4 separate regions of the Sus scrofa genome follow, and all the other regions are linked to region 3. A link is a contact called in public HiChIP or PLAC-seq and promoter capture Hi-C data. All regions are on one chromosome and are shown on one strand. Each heading gives the region's core, a stretch centred on a gene start, on an enhancer-like site or on the middle of the called end of the contact. The rest is flanking DNA. Distances are from core to core; before and after follow the strand shown. Region 1 holds the start of ARSG (arylsulfatase G). Region 2 holds the start of SLC16A6 (monocarboxylate transporter 7). Region 3 holds the start of WIPI1 (WD repeat domain, phosphoinositide interacting 1). Region 4 holds the start of GNA13 (guanine nucleotide-binding protein subunit alpha-13).

Region 1 (3,278 bases), core at 762-3,261, 170 kb after region 3:
TCCTACTGTATAGCACTGGGAACGATATCCAGTCTCTTGGGATAGACCATGATGGGAGATAATATAAGAAAGGGAATTATATATATGTGTGACTGGGTCACTTTGCTATACAGCAGAAATTGACACGACCTTGTACATAACTATATTTTAATTAAAAATAATAAGTAAGTAATCTGAGGATGATTTAAGGTATAAACAGGAGGATGTGCATAGGTTATATGCAAATACTACACCATTTTATATAAGGGACTTGAGCATCCATGGATTTTGGTGTGGGGGGGGCAGGGAGAGCAGGGGCGTCCTGGAACCAACACCTCTGAATACCTGGAGACAACTATACACAAATGCAAAGCTACAGAGTTGGGGAAGGAGGGTTCTTCCCTTTCTTTCTTTTTTTTTTTTTTTTTTTGCCACACCCCAGCATGTGGAAGTTACAGGGTCAGAGATGGAGCCTTCGCCACAGCAGTAACAACACAATTCTTAACCCACTGAACCACCAGGGAACTCCTAAGTCTTAACACATTGCCTGGGCAGATCTTTGTTTTAACTTAATCTATTTTCTGGTAGACTTTTTTTCCCATGATGTTTTTCTTTTAATAGCTCAACTGGTAGCAAGTGCTCTCCTGGATCTTGAATCTCTCTCTCTCTCTCTTTTTTTTTTTTTTTTTTTTATGATGCTGAAGCAAAGTACTGTGATTTCACCGACTTTGAGCAACCCCAGATGGCCCCACTTGACTAGAAAAGTGGTTGAAAGAAAGTTTAATCTTATAACCTCTTTTATAAACAACCTGAAAAAAATGGGTTAGGCCTCTGGCTTGTGGTATTTTACTTCTTATGAGGTCACAGAAGGCGGTGAAAACACAGCAGAACTTGAAATTAGGGAGATCTGGTCTCACGCTTCCTAAGCTACTGTAGGCTTGTTTCCGCATTATTAACACTTTTCAACTCTGCTTTCCAAAAGCGAAAACACAACACACGTTCAAGGGACGCACCAGGCCCTTGGCAAGAGAGGAGAGTTCCCAAAGTTCCAGCAAGATCCAAAAGCAAATCAATACTGAATCCAGACGCTCTTACAGCCTTCACAACTTTGCAGCCTGAATGCAGGTACGCACGGCACGCGCCGTCCGAGGACCCCCGACCTTTTCCTCTTAGAAGCCTCACGCTCCTATTAATTCAACGTCATAGGCGCATCTTTCCATGCAGACTGGAAATTGGTACTGAGAGCCGCAACGTCCCATACCGTAGCCAGGAGCCGCGCGGGGCTCTCGAGCCAGTGAAATGCAGCCAGTGGGAGCAGAGACGTGCTGGCGAGTAAAACGCAGGCCAGAATTTGAAGACGTAGTTCGAAAACAGTACTGTACAGTGAGCGAAGGTGGAGAAGACAAATACTGTCTGATTTTACATCTATGTGGAATCTAAGTGAGCACAACTGGTTAAAAGAGAGAGAGGGAGCGTGGAATGAGGCGATTAGGGGCTGGGGGGCGGGGGCAGGAAAGGCGGCCAAGGCTCCAACCTTGCAGCTAGTAGGTAAACAAACCCCGGAGATCTAGCGCACAACACCACTGTGTGATAAACATCAAACCTGCTGAGAGACCACATCTTAGTTATTGACACACACAAGAACGTAAAATAGCTTAATAAATGTCATAGTGAGTATCATGTGGGTGGTATTTGGGGTGCACTGGAGTATATAGAGATTAAATTCCTTTCACCTGCTTCTTTTTGCAGGCGCTGATAAGGCTACCAGAAGCATCACAATGACACAAGTGGCTGGAGCTGCTCTAGATCACCCGTCAGAATCTAGGAAGGGACGAAGGTTCAAACGCGGCACGCGACGAGAACGCTTCTACGGCTCTAGTCCAGAGCTGATTGCACTCACGGCTTTGCGCCCTCGCTGGTTTCCCGCCGCCCCGCCTGGCGCCCGCCCACGTGGCCGCGGCGCCGGATCCCCGCTGCGTCCGGGTCCCGCCGCCCAAGGAGGCCGCGCTGCGCACCCGCTCGGCGCGCGGGGAAGCCCCGGGCGGAAGCTGCTGGGCGAGGGTGCCTGCTCCGGCCCGCGCTTCCTGCAGGGGGAGGGCCCGCCGCCGCCGCCACTGCCTCCGCCCCCGAGGGGGCGCCCGGCCCGCGGGGCCCAGGATGGACCAGCGTCGTGTCGCGGAGTTCCTGCTGCGCGCGGAGAGCCAGCGGGGCCGGGGACGACGGCCACCGTCGTCCTGTTCGTCTGTTTAACCCTCTCTGCTGAGTTGGCGGCCTGAGATGGGAACGCTGAACCCTTCCCTCGACAGGAGAGTTTCTGCCTCCTTCCTAGGCGCCGAGGTGAACATTTCCAATTCACTTTCTCTCCAGAATAGTGTGTAGACAGCGGAAAATTCTTCTCTTTACTCTCAAATGCCTGTGGGTTCAGCATTTGCAGAGCAAAGAAAGTGAAAAATCACTTTTCAAAAGTACAAAGATTTATTGTAGTAACCGAATTATATTTTTGACCTTAACCCTAAGAAATGTTCCTAAGGCAATCATTAGTTATACACGCCGCTTAAGTGATGACTGCAGAAAAATGCCTGTTACCTAAAACTTAAGGCTTGTCCAACTTTTAACAGGAGTGAATGGTTTGTTGCAATAGACTTTTTTTTTTTTTTTCCTGGTCTCAGTGCAGGGTAGGTACAAATGGACTTATTTCTTGACCAAATAATTGTCACCCCAAATTACACACTTAACCAAATCCGAATTCTTTTAGGTTTATCACTCATCCTGACATATAGGACTAAAGCTGTGCTTACCCAGTAGGAAAACAAAAAACTGAACAGAATCGAGAATAGTTAAAAACACATTACCCAAGGAGGAAATAAAACCCCAACAGAATCCATCAAAGTCCACACAGCACTGGGTTCTCTTTTCAGTATTAGAATGACCAACTGTCCACTCTGATTAGTTTTAATGGCCAATCACCATGTTCTAAATGACTGAAGGAGGTTTAATTTTGTAGAGAGTGAATGTAAGGGAAACTGGTGATTCCGTAATGAAATGAGCTTTAAATCATATTACATAAATAATAAGTGAAAGAATTTAGGTATCAAAGTTTTGAAAAATTTACCTTTAGTTTCATCTTCAAGGTGAAATGGGAAGTGGGACGTGCCGTCTGCCCAGCATGCAGCCATACAAGGTGCTCTTTGAGATCGCCAGCACACACGGACCTGGCAGAGGCAGCCCATCGGGTCTGAGGTTTTCAACCCGTTCCAGCTATGGAAATCCGGGTGATAGTCACAGACTGACTGGGGATT
Region 2 (3,441 bases), core at 126-2,625, 140 kb after region 3:
AGTTAATCAGTGGTCCAGGCTGTACAGTGCTGGTCGTTACCCAAGCACTTGGTGCCAACATACCTGCTCCCCTAACCCAGGCCAGCCTTAACAACACAGCATGGCATTTAACTCAGAGACTCTAGCGCAAACTCGTAAGAGAAATCAGGCAGCGACTGCAAAGGGATTTTTATTGATTCAGATCATCGTCCTGGTGACGACCCTCCGTGCCCGCACTCCCAAACCAGGCGTTCTTGAGTTTCTGATTTCAGAAGCACATTCTCCAAACCCCAATGAAGGGAGCAGCCGATGCCGAAGTCGGCAGGGGTTATGTGGAGAATGAGGCTTTTGCTTCAGAGCAGGTCTTAAACAGGCCCTGAGGGTGGGAGGTGGGCACCGGCAAGCTGAGTCTGCGCCCCCGAGGACTCCGAAATGCCTGGGACCCGACACACTGCTTGGTTCCCTTGACGAGCTCATAACTGAGTTGTCCCGTGCATCACCTGCTGAGTTCACGGTGACCTTGGGGTCCGGGACTACAGGACGAGGGGCATGTGCCCCCTCAACGTCCTGGTCCCTCTCGTGAAGGAGCGCCCCGCGAGTTAGGCAGCTGTGCACCTGTGTGGACTTCGCCTCCCGCCTGGCGGGCAGGAAGCGCGCGCGCGCCGGGCCGGGGATGCTGACTCAGCCCGGCCGCTCACACACATCCCTTTCGCGCAACGCGATGCTGTTGCTGTTGCAGCAAAGGGGGGAAGGCAAAGCACCCGTGGTAGCCGGGCGGCTCACTCGCTGGGGCCCACTGCGACACTCCCTCACCCCACCCCACCCCGCCAAGGGGAACAGCAGGGGTGCGCGAGTTGACGAAATCGGGGGAAGTGGGCGCTGGAGGAGGAACTCGGGGTCCGCGGCGCCGCGCGCGCAGCTCACACCCAAACTGGAAGGAACCTGTTCCGCCCGGGGCGGGCGCGGAGCGGCCGCAACGGCGAGCCCAAACCCTCTGGGCGCGGGCGCGATCGGGGCTAAGCCTGGGGTGCGCCCGGGCCTGCGAGAAGGGAGGCGGCTCCGGGGGACCCCGCTCGCCCGGCCAGAAGTGCCCGCGCCAGCACTCCCGGCTTACAGTGCAGCCGAGCGCCCGGCTTACAGTCCAGCCAGGCGCGCAGAGATGCGCGGAGCTGGAGAGGGCTGGGGGCGGCGTGCGCGGGCTCCCGGCGGCGAGGGCGGGAGCAGTCCCGGGAGACCCCGTGGCAGGCAGGTCTAGGACAGCGACGCAGTTACCTTCCGTGACCCTCAGCCCCGGCTCTGGGCGCGCGCGTGCCCGACACGGCCTCGTCCACGTGGGCCGGCGCGCGCACGCCAGGCCGGCCCCCTCGGCGGCGCTCCGCGCTCGCAGCACATGGTCGGCGGCGCGCCCCCGAGGCCGGCGGAGACCGGCTACAGCCGGTATAGGATAAGAGATAGGCAGCAACGCGGGGCCGGGGCGCGGGCAGCAGCACGCACGGCCGGGGCGCAGGCGGCTGGGGAGGGGGGCGGGGGGGCGCGGCCAGGGTGCCCCAGGAGCAGGAGCGGGTGGGGGCCCGGGGCCCGGGCGCGGTGGGCCGGGCGCCGGGTGCTCACCCACCCGAGCCAACTTGCCATAGGCTCGGGCCCACGCCCTAAGGGGTTAATCCTTTCTCATGTTCCCGAGCGGCTTATAAGGAGGGGGAGGCCAAGCCTCCGCCTTATTGGGAGCCTTTTGGGGTTTATTCTCTTCCCTTCTAACTTGGTGAGTTGGTTTTATGATTTTACATGTTTAAAAGTTTGATGGTGGGGTGTGGGTGTTTTTTTTTTTAATCTGTGTTGGGAGCTTTTTTTTTGAGGGGGGTCGTTGGAGGGAGGAGGAGGAAACCACTTAACAGCTTAACATTTTGGAGAGGTTATTCCTAATAATCTTCTCTCTGACAGTTGGGAATGGTCAGGGCCACCGGGATGACGCGCTGTAGCCAGTGTGGGCAGCCTGGAGTTGCATGTCGGTGGCCCCAGTACAGCTGGGGTCCGAAAACTACCTAAAGGCAGCTTTGGTCTCTGAGTGCCCCCGTCCCGGTTAGGGGCTCCGGGCCGTCGGGCGAGTCCCCGCCGCCGCGCTCGGCCCCCAGCATGGATTTTCCGCATGAAGTTGCCTGCGCGTCACAAGAGCGAAATGTCAGAGGTACCTTCCCCAGGCTCGCGCGCGCACGCAGGGCGGCCACGGCGGCAGCGCGAGGGAAAGTGGGGTTCCCGGTCTCCCCCTACCCGACAGACACACACCCGGGGCGGCCGACGGAAAGGCAGCGATTTCCCTGCAGAGAGCAGGTTGTCAACCTTGACCGTCAGTCAGAGCTGTCAGTGGCTGACGGCTGGTCCCGCTCAACTTCCAAGGTTCCGCGGCTGCGGACCACAGGAAAGCGCCCGTGTAGCGGAGCCGTTCTATAACCGGGGAGGATGGTTTTACCGAGGAAATGGGTTATTTCCTTCTTCTTTTTTTTTTTTTTTTTTTGTTTCCTTGCTTCTTAAAAAAAAAAAACCAAAAACCCACGACCTTCCCCCACCACCCCCATCAGACAGGTGATAGAAGTTTGTTAAGTGGCACGTTAAATGAATGTCACCAAACCAAGGGGCGCTAGTCTTAGGAAAAGCTCCCCGGAGCCAACTGGGGAAGAGCAATTACAACTTGTCAACCTGGAAGCTGGTTTTGTTTGCAGTTATAGACGTGCCAGCTCTTTCTTGAAGGAGACGGTTTCTACCCTGGGAATGAGATTTCTCAGTTATTATTTTTTCGCATCCTAGTCAATGGAGGGTCTGGTTTGCAAAAAAAAAAAAAAAAAAAATGACCAAGTGCTATGCAGAAATCGCTAAGTGCTGCATCTCCTCTTGTCCCAAGCACCAGTAGGTGGCATTTGGGGGGCCCATATGACATCCTGCCTGGTGAATATAGAAATACCTCTTCTCATAATTAAGGGAAGAGTGTCCAAGATAGAAAGTTACAGTATGTAAATAAACAACGCAGCCAAGTGGAAAAGCTCCTTCTGTCTTAATGAGTACCACTAACCCGGAGTTTTCCTCTGTGGTTTCCCAAAAAGGATGTTCCTCAGTGGAACTCCTGAGCAGGACACTTAAATTAGGGGCTCAGGTTTCAACATTAGGATCTTGTAAAAATGGGTGAAATGCCTCTATCGGATGATTCAAAGCTGCTGAGGGCCGCTATCCAGGTTAGGTTTTGGGGTTTTTTTTTTGTTTGTTTGCTTGTTTGTTTGTTTTTTGGAAAGAGAGAATTGAAATGAACTTCACCTAAATACAGACTGGTTTTGACAACTATGGCTGGAAACAGCTTGTCGGAAGCTGTTCTCCAGGCTACGCCTTTAAGAAGAATGGAGATTGGCAGTGCGTTGGCTGAGGCTTTGCTTACAGCCGCAGCCATCACCACTTCCATCCAAAGCCTGCATTTTGAAC
Region 3 (3,162 bases), core at 509-3,008:
GCTAAGTTTATCTGCCTGAAACACTGCTTTTTATCATGAAACACTCCTGTTCAAAAACTAACACCAGCTCCAACTCTACCCCATAAAGTCCAAATTCTTGGTAACAATGGCTTCTACTTTAAAAACATACTGTGCATATTATATAACTCTCCCAACAACCTAGGACCTAGCAAGCCAGACTTTGGTTCTCTAAATAGAACAAAAAAAGCTTGCAGCATTTGCCAGAGGAGCTGGGAGCAGGAGGGGAAGGCACCTTTGATCCAAGAGGTTACAAAGATGATGCAGTTAAAGCACCCAAGCAGCAGCTTTTTCCCTTATGGTGATTTATACAAAACCTCACAGGCAACTAAGGGCAGTCAACATCAGCAGATCTAGGAGCTGAACTATTTTTATATTTTTACATCAGCTGAGAGAGAGAACAACAGCATTGAAAGAAGAAACTCCTTTATTTGCATTTCAGAAAACCAAAACCAGAAGTTAGTTAGAAAAGCTGAAGTGAAATAGTGCTCTTTGCTCACCTACTGTAGGCCCAATTTCCAAAAAAAACCATATATATAGCTTTGTCACAAAATAGAAGATTTGAACTATGCCAGTTTGAAACGCTGTGGTAAAACAACAATAAAATATGATTTGGTCTCAAAATTTGCAAAGCATGAATTAAAAAATTCGTCAGTAATTATATAAATTCAAAATTAGCAGAGCTGCTGATTACCAACTGTGTTGCTAATTCTACGTGGCAATATGTATTTAGCTTGGGAAAAGAGACACTTTGTCAGGATTCATCTGGAATTATGTGAGTTTTTAATTATGCTGTCTTTGATACGTCATTCCTTTCATAAAATACACCACACTAAACACACACGTTCATTTTTTTTCAACTACAGATCAGATAGGCTTTGCCAAGTACTGTCTAACAGAGTCATTTGGTGCACAGATCTTGAAATCAGACACACTCACATTTTACCATTTAGTGTGTTACTTCAGAAAGAATTGTTCAGCAGTTGCGTGCTTCGTTGCAGCTTTTTAAAATTGGGCATAATTTTATTTTCCTCACAAACTTTTATAAGAATTCAAGGCGATAATATACATAGTTAACACAGTGCTTGACCTGCAGTAAGAGTTCTCAACCACAGGGCAATGGATAAGATAACTTACTATTTATCTGGCCTTAGCATCCTCAAGTTGGAAATAGTTTTCAAAGCAGCTTCAAGACTCTGCAAGAGGGCGGGGCTTTTGGCGTCTAACGCTCTCTACTAAACTCTGTAGTTCAATAGACCGAGTATTACACAGGACAGAGGCTTGGGTGGAGTGAGAAGGAGCGCGTCCTCTTTCTCCTTTGCCGCCGCCACGACGTAGAAGCCAGACCAGTGCCAGCAGGCCTGGCGGGAGCTGCACTCGTTCTTCCCTTCCCGCGCTCCGCCCCACCGCCCTGGCAATGAAAACACCACCACGTGTCCTGCAGCCTTTGCGTCACTCACCTTCGCCCAATGGCAAACCGATTCACGGAGTTGGGGGCGGGCTGCCAACAGAGGGATTCTGCCCACAGCCATCGGCAATTGGCCAAGGGTGCGCCGCGACAGGGGCCCTCGACCAATGGGGGTAGGCAGTGGGGACCCCGCCCTCTCGGCTGCTTAGTCCTGGGAGGGCCGGCATGAGGGGCGGGGCAGGACGAGAAGGGGCGGAGCTAATTGGGGCGGGGCGGGGCTAGGGGCGGAGGGGGGCCGGCGCCCCGGCCCGCGGAGCCGGCGCCAGCGGGCTGCTGAGGTGGCTGTCGCCCGCTCCGAGCTGCGGCTTCCCCGGGTCGAACCCCGATGGAGGCCGAGGCCGCGGGCCGCCCCCCAGGCAGGGTCGAGGCGGCGCTCAGCTGCTTCTCTTTCAACCAGGACTGCACGTAAGCCGAGGCACCAGCCCTGACGGGAGGTGGGAGAGAAAAAGTGGCGATCAGGGGTGTTGTCCAGTCGGCAGCTTGTAGCAAGAGGCACAGGCCTACGTCCCAATCGGCCCTCGGAGGGAAGGCTGGTGCTTCCCCGGACTGGTGCGGGTCTTGGTAGCCACCCCTTCCTCTTTTCCCCTCTTCCAGCAGGGGGGCTGAGCGCCCCCATCCCCCGCTGCAGGCGGAGAGCCAGGAGCGGCCGGCCGAGAAGGAAGGAGGGAGTTAGCCAGGGGAATGGGGCTAAAGGAGGCTAAGGAATGTGGGGGGCGAGGGAGGAGGGTAATGACCTAAGTGGGGGTCTGGAGAAGGAGGAGCAGTGGCCAAAACAAAGGAGATGGGAAAGGAGCGGGGGTTGCAAATTGACCGAAGGCGAAGTGTTGAGGCCCGGGAAGATGGGAGCACAGGAAAAAGTTTCCCATTTGTCCTTGAGCATCTCAACGTGGCATCTGGGCAGGGCCAATGACAAAGAGGCAGCCTATCCCTGCGGCCAGGCCAGCCCCTGCCCCAGCCCCAGCGCAGAGCACCTCGCCTGCCGGCTCTGGACGTCAGAAACTTTGCCATTGGTCTATACTGGGTTTTCACTTAACCCACTCAGCGAGACACAGTCTCCTTCTCCCAGTCTAGGAACCCTTTCCCGGCCCCGGGCTGGGGCTGCCTTCTCCGAGAAACATGAACTCCACCCTGTTGCTTTTTGAGTGGCTTTTTAATGTTTCACCTTGATGTTCACTTTTGGACTTTGGCCAGAGAGCCTGGAGTTGTTTCAAACATCTGGAGGATTCAGCCCCCCCCCACCCCCCCAGAAGCAAACGCCTTACCTCTTTTCATGTTAGACTCCAGCTCTGTGGACCATATGGAATAATCTCTTTGGAATGTGCACCCAGAGCATCAGGCAGCAATTCCCAGTTTCCCATTTCCTGCTGTACCAGTTTCTGTTGTGTTCCTTGTTTGGAGTCAGCTTCAGGTTTGTGTGTTGGCTGCCTGTGGCCGGGCTATGCTAATATTGAACATTCGGTGGTGTAATTAAGGCCATCCTGTACCATAAGCAACTCTGGCTCCCATTGCCTTTGTGTTTCTGTTTAAAAAACACCCTATGCTAAACAATATGCCTTTGTTTGGGGAAAAAAAAAACAAAACAGCAACAACTGTATGTGCCATCGGGTAGCTGGGCAACCTGGATAGATGAGTGACTTTCAAGCTTTCTTTGACCACAGCCCATGATACGAAATCCA
Region 4 (3,006 bases), core at 156-2,655, 250 kb after region 3:
CAAGTGGTGGTACCCCTTCCCTCCGGCCCCCAGTTACTAAGCAAAAGGAGAGTGGAACGTGTTGCATAGTGATTACAGGCAAACATCCTGCCCCACCGTGACACCCGGGCGAAAAACCACCGCTGCGAACTTTTTTAGACTAACTAAATGGGGCTACTCTTTCCTGACGCCAGTACAATAAACAGGACACCCTCAAGTTTCATATCCTTGCCCCAAAGGGTCCAAGAGCAGTCACCGTTCGCCCTTGACCAGAGTCTCGGGCAAAAGTTTCCTCATTGCGATGGTTCCAGAACACTGGAAGGGCCAAGGAAGCAGGGAAGTGGGAGCAGCCCCGATCCCATGTGACTCGGGCACCCACCCACCCGGGAAGGCGAGGCTGGGCAGGCAGCGCTGGGGCGTGGGGTCAGGGTGTAGGGTCTGGGGCTGGCTCTCGGGTCTGCTGCCTCGTCCGGAGGAGGGAAGACAGGAGGGGGCACCCCGCACTCCCGGCACCCGGCTCCCTTCACTTCCCTTCTCGCAGGGGGCGAGGCCAGCGACGGAGTGGGGGGTGGGGGGCCAGCCGGGATCCCTGCCCCGCAGCAAGAGGGAAAAGGGGCACCCCCAGGCATCCCCTCCGCTGGGGGCAAGGGCACCCCGGGCAGGCAGGGTCGGTGCCCGGGGCGCGCCCCCTTCCCGCGCGCCCGCCCGCCGGGCCCGTTTCTACTCCGGGGACTGAGCGAACGAGGGCGGTGCCCGGTCCCGCGCCGGCCCGCGGCCGCCCCCGGCCCCCGGCCCCCCGGCTCCGACCCCGGCCCGGCACCTTTGATCACGTTGCTGTAGATGGTGGGACGGAACTCCTCGCGCGCGCGCTGGTCGAAGTCCTGTCCGTGGATGATCCGCATCTGCTTCAGGAAGGTGGACTTGCCGCTCTCGCCCGCACCCAGCAGCAGGATCTTCACGAGCCGCTTCACGTAGGTCTTCTCCCGCGACAGGCATTTGTCGATCTCTTTGGACTTGCGCTGCTGCTCGGCCTCGCCGCTCGTCAGCACGCAGCCGGGGAAGCACACGGACAGCACGGACCGCGACGGCAGGAAGTCCGCCATCTTGCCGCCGCCGCCGCCGCCGCCGCCTCGGCGGGCCCCTCCGGCTCCCTCCACCTCCTCCTCGGGCGGCGGGCGGCTCCGGCACCGCGGCTCGAGGGCGGGGAGCGCAGTGGCGACCCGAGCGCGCCGGGGGAGGGAGGGAACCAGCGAACTGACTCGCAGGGCGGGCCAGGCGAGCCGGGGAGGGAGGGAGGGAGGGAAGGAGGGCGGGCCTGGGAGGGGCGGTGGCCCGGGGGACGTGCGCGTGCCCGCTGCCTCCGGGGGCGCGCGCGCACGCCGCGGCGGCTCCTCCGACCCGTGCGCTGGGCCGGAGAATCACGTTCTACTGTGAATTCGCGGCCGCCGTCAGGCGCGCGCGGGGAGGGGTTGAAGGGGTGGGGCCTTGTGTTCATGTGATCTCGGGCTGGGCGCCTTGCAGAGCCAGCCTTTCTGTTTCCCTTTAATTAGCTGCACCCACTTACGCGCCCAAGGGCTGCTTCCGGGAGCCCTGGAGGCTGGGGCCCGGAGAGAAGAACTCAGATGCAGCACTTTGGGTTCCCCAACCGCTCCCGCCGCGGTTACGTGCGGGTCGCCGGCTGTCATCGTTCGCTCTCCTAGTTTCGAGGCCATTGGCTTGAATGTTATTCAAAGAGCGAGCGCGAGTTGGGCAAGTTTTTGGTGCGTTTTCCTAGAGTATCTTCCTTGACATCCTGCTCTCACAAACTCAAAACGTTAACCAAACATCTTCACATCCTCCCCAACACCGGCCCGCAGCTCTCTTCGGTATTCTCTGAGCCCTACAAAGATCATCTCTTGGAGGAGAAAGACTTCGTGTTGATGTTAATCTGAGATGGGCGAGGAGGGGTTGTTGATGTCTCATTGATGCGGATTCCAACCCAAGCTGCTGAAATCAAGATGTAGCTGCAGTAGGGTGAGGTCATGGTGAAAATCCCCCTTAACCGGACACTGTGATGCAGACTCTTCCCTAACAAGGAAGCAGATAAGCAAACAGACCGAGGAGAAGAGCCGGCAAATTTTAGGTTTCCTGCCAGATTACAGAGGATATGACCAGCCAAGGGACTTTTTTCCTATCCTAATAGCAGATTCAGGCCAGGACACCTGAAGGGCTGCCAGGAGACAAGCGACCAGTGACAGCTGGGTTGGCCCCCAAAAGCCAACTTCTTCATTCTTGGTATTCTAGTTTTAAGTGCAAAAAGGCTTTTGGGGTGGTCTCCGTTTATGGCAGTACAACCCTAATGTTCCTTGATGAGAACTTCTGTGGCTCAGAAACGTCTATGCGTCAGAAACTGAAGAAAGAGGTCAGCACTCCCAAGAGGCTCAGGAACAGGTTTAAATTTTAAAAATCAGTGCTAATCAGTTCACTGTCTGGGTTGGGTTAATGTCCGAGGAGCCTCATGACTCAGTAAACTGGCTGCAGTAAACAGTGCCTGTAGTGGGATTATCTCCTCTTGTCCTGGCCAAGCCCACAGGGTGGACAAGCTACAATATACAAAGTAGTGTAGGTTCAACTCTTAATATCTAAGGATTGTTAGGGCCAGAATCACTAGGTGGTGCCTTCAGGTAAAATATAGGGTAAACGTCTCTCCTGGTTGCAAGATCTCTCTGTGGCCTCAGCTAGTGTTTGGGAGGCTCTGTTCTCCACCCATGAAAGGATGAACCAGGGCAGGGGTCTAGCACCGGCCTCCAAGCACCCTTTCTATATGGACTCCAGATGCTAATCTGAATTCTACGAAAACAGGAAGAGGGAAGCCTATCAGTTAAGTAGTTAACATATTTTTTTTTCTTTTTCCAAAAGTGTGTGCAACGTAATGGAGAACCAAGGATGCCTAGGAGGCAGGAAGGTATTCCTGCCCAGCCAGTTCATGTTGTGACATGCAAAACAGCAGAGAAAGCTATTCAAAGCCCTGCCTATAACCTTGTGTTG

The links. Promoter capture Hi-C pulls out the DNA fragments that hold promoters and counts their contacts. HiChIP or PLAC-seq counts read pairs in DNA pulled down with a chosen protein or histone mark.
Region 1: a promoter capture Hi-C map of liver shows a contact between it and region 3, with 10 times the contacts expected there. The contact joins the promoter of ARSG here to the promoter of WIPI1 in region 3. A contact is called at or near these places in 5 of 5 promoter capture datasets (fetal liver, fetal skeletal muscle, liver and 1 more), 14 of 47 Hi-C or Micro-C datasets (alveolar macrophages, brain, embryonic fibroblasts and 8 more) and 2 of 2 datasets of contacts at active chromatin or transcription factors (alveolar macrophages and skeletal muscle).
Region 2: an H3K27ac HiChIP or PLAC-seq map of alveolar macrophages shows a contact between it and region 3. The contact joins the promoter of SLC16A6 here to the promoter of WIPI1 in region 3. A contact is called at or near these places in 2 of 5 promoter capture datasets (both in liver) and 2 of 2 datasets of contacts at active chromatin or transcription factors (alveolar macrophages and skeletal muscle).
Region 4: a promoter capture Hi-C map of liver shows a contact between it and region 3, with 6 times the contacts expected there. The contact joins the promoter of GNA13 here to the promoter of WIPI1 in region 3. A contact is called at or near these places in 3 of 5 promoter capture datasets (fetal skeletal muscle and liver), 1 of 47 Hi-C or Micro-C datasets (heart right ventricle) and 2 of 2 datasets of contacts at active chromatin or transcription factors (alveolar macrophages and skeletal muscle).

Annotation. Positions count from the first base shown.
Region 1 is chr12:11,880,833-11,884,110 of Sscrofa11.1, forward strand. ARSG (arylsulfatase G) reads right to left here and starts at 2,012. Exons shown (of 12, transcript XM_021066718.1): 1 at 1,880-2,012.
Region 2 is chr12:11,856,457-11,859,897 of Sscrofa11.1, forward strand. It overlaps SLC16A6 (monocarboxylate transporter 7), which reads left to right and starts at 1,376. Exons shown (of 6, transcript XM_013989910.2): 1 at 1,376-1,738. The region is part of intron 1 of ARSG (arylsulfatase G); the gene reads right to left.
Region 3 is chr12:11,713,574-11,716,735 of Sscrofa11.1, forward strand. WIPI1 (WD repeat domain, phosphoinositide interacting 1) reads left to right here and starts at 1,759. Exons shown (of 13, transcript NM_001190294.1): 1 at 1,759-1,891. The coding sequence starts at 1,812. LOC106507955 (a long non-coding RNA gene) reads right to left here and starts at 1,662. Exons shown (of 3, transcript XR_001304383.2): 1 at 1,156-1,662.
Region 4 is chr12:11,965,508-11,968,513 of Sscrofa11.1, forward strand. GNA13 (guanine nucleotide-binding protein subunit alpha-13) reads right to left here and starts at 1,406. Exons shown (of 4, transcript XM_003357998.4): 1 at 800-1,406. The coding sequence starts at 1,082.